2 separate regions of the Macaca mulatta genome follow, and region 2 is linked to region 1. Evidence: chromatin contacts called from public Hi-C data. All regions are on one chromosome and are shown on one strand. Each heading gives the region's core, a stretch centred on a gene start, on an enhancer-like site or on the middle of the called end of the contact. The rest is flanking DNA. Distances are from core to core; before and after follow the strand shown.

Region 1 (2,700 bases), core at 109-2,608:
CTCCCCTCCCCAGAGGAAATGCCAGCCATCACTCAACTTATTAGACAGTTAACACTCAAAAGATATTTATCACTTTGAAGATTCCAAGGATTTTAGGAGTTGTATGCCAGCACCTGGGGGATGAAAAAATATATTTTACAATATCACAAGGGATAAAGGTCACACAGCAAATTGTGCAACATGGGTATACATTCAAGACTGTCAAAATTGAGAACCTATGCTCTTTTCTTTATACCACCAAACTGGAAAATGCGTATGCCCTCAGACTCACCTCTAACGCGACCTTTGTCAGCTCAATGCCATTTCCTTAAATTAAAAAGAAAAACAAGAAACTCCTCTCAAGTATTGAGTACTTAGCACTTTATGGCATGCAGTCCACGTGTATCTATAATGATACCATGAAGTCGGTACCATTGTTATCAACCACATGTTATAGGTAAGGAACTGAAGCTCAGAGAGGTTAAGTAATATTCCCAAGGCTGCCTAGCCAGGTCATGGAAAAGTCAGGGTTTAAACCCACAATTGGCTAATACCCAAAGCCCACTTTTTTTTTTTTTTTTTTTTTGGAGACAGAGTCTCATTCTGTCACCCAGGCTGGAGTGCAGTGGCGTGATCTCAGATCACTGCAACCTCCGCCTCACAGGTTCAAGGGATTCTCCTGCCTCAACCTCCCGAGTAGCTGGGATTACAGCCATGTGCCAGCATGCCCGGCAAATTTTTGTATTTTTAGTAGCGACGGGGTTTCACCATGTTGGCCAGGCTGGTCTCGAACTCCTGATCTCGTGATCTGCCCACCTTGGCCTCCCCAAAGTGCTGGGATTACAGGTGTGAGCCACCGCGCCCGGCCCCGGCCCCAAAGCCCACATTTTTAACAACCATTCCAGATGGCTTCATCTATCCTCAAAGATGAACTCACTGTCACATTGGATCCTATAATAAAGGGGCTTCTAAAATCATCCAGTCCTTTGAGCAGGTAAGGCAACTTAACCTTCCTTTTACAGAGGAAGCAATTAAGGTTCCAAGAGGTGACAGGGCTAAGGCCACAGATCGCTGATATTGCACCTGTAACCTGGGTCTCATGCCTCTTGGGGTTTTGTATCCAGTCTCCCTAAAATCTCCAACCCATCCTCTTAGACAAGTCCCAGCCCAGGGCACTAAAAGGGACCCAGGGATGCTGCTCCCTGGAGAAGGGGCCTCCTGGCTCTCAGAACATGAGATTTACAGGCAGGTAGGCAGCCTGGCAGAGGGTGGCAGCTTGATGCCCACACTTCATAGCTCCTGAGTTTACCTTGGAGGACAGAAGAGAAGCAATCTTCAGCCCGGAGCCTGCTGATAGATGGGCACAGCGGCGAGTAAACGGTTCTCCGGCTGAAGGCTGGCTTTTTATCATCACTTGCGGATCCTCCCACGTCTCACCCCAGGCAGCCAATCCCTGCCGGAGTTTCTATTTCTGCACTCTGCAGTTTCCTTTTCCCCTCTCTCCCAGCCCCTGCGCTCTGCAGTTTCATTTTCCCCTCTCTCCCAGCCCCTGCACTCTGCAGTTTCATTTTCCCCTCTCTCCCAGCTCCGCCCAGCAGAAGCATTTGTGTGCTGCCTGCTGGCAGAAAAATACACTTCAAGCTGAGGACTTTTGGAGCCCCTAAGGGTATTCAAAGCATGTCACACTATGGTGACAGCTACGGCCATACTGGGCTTAGTGAAGCCTGATCACCAGCTCCCCCTGGGGCACACAGGCCTTTCACCCTTCAATCCAACTGATAAACAACACCTACCATTTATTGAGCACTTGCTGCATGCCAGGATCTGTGCAAAGTGCTCTATTTACATGATCTTTTTCCAATCCCACAGTAGTCATGTGACACACCATATGCTGTTTATAATCCCCCAGAACTTTAGAAATTAAGTCACTTTGTTCCATTGTCTCTCAGGCTGGCTGCTTCTGCGGCATGGGCATATGGTAAGACCAGTGAAGCCTGTGTTCGTGTGGCCATCATGATACATCTTGAGTTTCAAGATGGGTCCTCTGGCCCTAGGTAATGAACTGAGCATTCTTTAAAGCCTTTGGCTGGTGATGGTTGAAGCACTATAGGTCAGAAATGCAACCTCCATTTGGAAAACATAGAAATTCCGGTAAGGATGAATCATTGCCTTCTCCCAAGTGGAAGGGGTCTGAAATAATTGACCTGCCACCAGATGGCTGGCTATTCTCATTGAGCAATTTTGCCATATTGCTACCTGCTGCTGGAAGATTGGCTACATTTTGGCAATTGCCAGATCAGTTTTTGTGAGAGGGAGCCCAAGTTGTTGGACTCATTTCTAACCCCCATCCTTACCTTGCAATAGACACTCATAGGTCCATTGCAAGGCAATAGTGGGGCTAAGTTGAGAGGCTGGCTGACGTCCACGGGATGGGACATCCTGCTCATCGGGCTGTAAAGCCTCCTCTGCAGCAGGTGATCTCTGGTCGGCATTAACATGAGACACAGAGATCCACGTGCTTTATGTCCATTCAGAGTTCATTCTTATGCCCCAACCCACACCTGCTTATTCCCAATCTTCCAATCTTGTTCTATCCATGCCTTTGACTGACCAGCCAAGACACTGGCCACTTATTAGGAATTGGTGTATGCCTGTACCTCAGTCCCTCTCTCTCTCTCTCTCTCTCTCTGCATACAGAGGGAACAACACGGTATACTACTC
Region 2 (2,700 bases), core at 149-2,648, 69 kb before region 1:
AGGTCCCCGCCCCTCAACTCCCCGAGAGCCAGTGGATCCTAGGGATTTGGGGGTTGGAGGGGAGGGGCTCCTCCCTCCGCAGTCTCCCCTTTTCCCAGCGCCGATCCTAAAATCCAGCCTTGTTCTCCGCTCCCACGGTCCCCCCTTCATTCCCCCCCCCCACATTCTCAGCAAGCTGGAGAGCAAATTGCAGTTTTAAATCCAAAGGCGGAGGGAGGGGGAAGGAGGAGGGGGCGCGCGGCAGCGCTGGGCGCGCACCTCGCCCCCGAGCCGGGGGAGCCGCGGGGCGGCCAGGAAACCCGAGAACCCCCCCTCCCCGCCCCCCCCTCCCCGTCCACCTCCCCCTCCCCCTTCCCGGCGCTGCCTGCCAGGCTTCGAGCCGAGCCCAGCCGAGCCGCGGGCCCCGGTGGAAACAAAGACCGATCGCACCGCGGGCACCGCAGCCACCGGGTCCAGCGGACCGGACCGGGGGACGCGGGCCCCCCCCACCGTGCGCTGCACAAAAGAGCCCGGCCGGCCGGTCCCCAGCGGGGGTCTAGGGCTGGGGAGGAGGCGCCACTCACCGGAGTGCTGGGCTGCCGGCTCCGTGGGTCCGAGCCAAGCGAGGGGTTTTAGGGGGCGTCTGTCTTCCGGCGGTGGCAGCGACGCGGGCGCCCGGCTGCTGAGGAGAGGAGTCGTGGAAGAGCCCTGAGCCGCCCGCCGTCGCTGACAGCATGGCTCGCGCCTCGGCTCACATTCTCCGCCGCTAACTCCGCTGGACACGGCCCCCCGCTCCCGCGGCGCCCCCCCACCTCGATCACTCCTTCGCTCTCTGCGCTCCCCTCGCCCTCCCGCCGCGCACACACTCTCCCAGCCCTGGACACCCCCGCCCCCACCCCCCCAATTGCAAACCTGGGAGGGAACGCGCCCCGCGTAGTCCTCCTGCTCCTCCTCCTCCGCCCTCCTCCCTCCCGCTCTCTCTGGCTGTCTGTCTGTCTCTCAGACTGTCTCTATTTCTCGCTCTCTCTGCCTTTCTCTGCTCTCCAAGCTGGGTGGGAAAAGGAAATGAGGACAGAAAGCAGACGCTGGCTTTGGGTGGTGGTAGCTGGATTCCCTCTCTCCCTCCCTCCCCCTCCTCCCCTCCCTCCTCCTGCCTTCTGCTCTCTCCGCTGCGAGCGGGGCTGAGCGCAGCCTGGCGGGTGGCTCGCTCTGCCCGCCCGCCCGCCTGTCTGTCTGTCTGGTCCGCCTCGCTCGCTCCCTCCCTCCGTCTCTCGCCCTCGCCCTGCCTGCCTGCCTCTCTCCGTCTCCGCCGCCGCCGCCGATGCCTCTGCGAGCTCGCCTTACCTTCGCCGCTCACCATCCGGAACCCTAGGGGGGAGCGCGCGCGCGGCACGCCGGGACTTGTAGTCCCCGCCCCGGCCGCTCCGCGCGCGGGGAGGGCGGGGCCGCGCCGGGTGCTCCGACGGCGCGGCCGGGAGCCCCGGGGACCCCGTGCCTGGGGCGCGTCTGACTGGGGCGCGTCCTCGTTTACCAACGGGCGCAGATCCTCCCCAAGAGTTACGAATGGTCCCCGTGTTCCTTGTCTCCACCGGGGGGCTCTGGTTCGAGCGGAGGTTGCGAGTGGGAGTGAAGGGGCGGGGTCTGAGAGCGGAATGGGAGTGGAATAGGGAACCAGGGGATTAACCAAAGGGGCTGCGACTTTCTGGGGCGTCCCAGTTAAATGTGAGGAGGCAAGGACGGAGGAGAGGACCGGCTCTCTCAATCTGGGGACGTTATCCTTTTCTGAAAAGGTTTCTTATTGAGTAAAGCGCAAGTATTTATGGCGGGAGGGCTGCTGGGGCGGGGCAGCGGAGGAGACCCAGCCAGCGCTGCCTCCCCACTCGGTGACCCCTCCTCTCAAACTCCGAGCTCTGGGTTTCGCCCTTGCAACCCAGCTTTCCTACATGTCCAAGGGCGGCGAGGGCTCAGAAGTCGTGGATAATCCACAGATAGAACACACACACCCTTTTCCGAATTCTGCTGAGCATTTGCGTTGTGTCAGGAAGCAGGATTCAGATTGAACGGTGCTGACCTCCTGCCGCGGCCGGGGGCTGGGCTCAGCACTTTCACCTACCTCCTCTTCAGGTCACATCTGTTCTCCAGCCCCTGGCTCCTGGGCCCCCTCCCTAGCCTATCCCACAGATGGGAATGTGCGCTGCTTGAGGGCCTTGTTACCGCCCCCAGAGATGGCTGAACTGCTGCGGTAAAATCGTGCTGTTATTTCCATTTTAGAGATGGGGGCACTGAGGCCCAGGTTCTTCTGGTTAGCAAGTGGCTGAGCCCAGCTGGGTTTGAACCAGGGTCTGACTAACCCCAAACCCCACAAGCTTAAACCCTGGGCTATGGCAAGCAGTTGTGATTCCCTCCATTTCTGTAACTGACCTTCTCTCCCTGTGTCTGTGTGTCCTTTCTTGGCAATTCAACAAATGTTAACTGAGGTATGCAGGGCTTGCAGGGGACTCGGAGATGAATAATGCATAGTGGCTGTCCTGTCCTGTGTCCTAGGTGTCTACCAACGCCGGCCCTGACTGGCCCTGCGGCGGTCCCACCTCATTGGACCACCTCATCTGTGTGTCTGATGTTCCACACTCTGTGTCTGCTGGCCTTGTCTATCTTGCTCCAGGTCTGAAGTTCCTAGAGCAGTGCCTTTGTCTCTGGCCTCCCTGTTTCTGACTCTTCCTT

What was found. Hi-C and Micro-C count contacts between places; a contact is called where the count stands out from the background.
Region 2: a Hi-C map of blood shows a contact between it and region 1, with 7 times the contacts expected there. The contact joins the promoter of AHDC1 here to the promoter of IFI6 in region 1. A contact is called at or near these places in 7 of 14 Hi-C or Micro-C datasets (CD4 T cells, blood, cortical neurons and 4 more).

Annotation. Positions count from the first base shown.
Region 1 is chr1:213,272,474-213,275,173 of T2T-MMU8v2.0, reverse strand. It overlaps IFI6 (interferon alpha inducible protein 6), which reads right to left and starts at 1,358. Exons shown (of 5, transcript NM_001048170.1): 1 at 1,289-1,358.
Region 2 is chr1:213,341,582-213,344,281 of T2T-MMU8v2.0, reverse strand. AHDC1 (AT-hook DNA binding motif containing 1) reads right to left here and starts at 1,398. Exons shown (of 9, transcript XM_077966433.1): 1 at 1,324-1,398; 2 at 892-1,027; 3 at 564-661.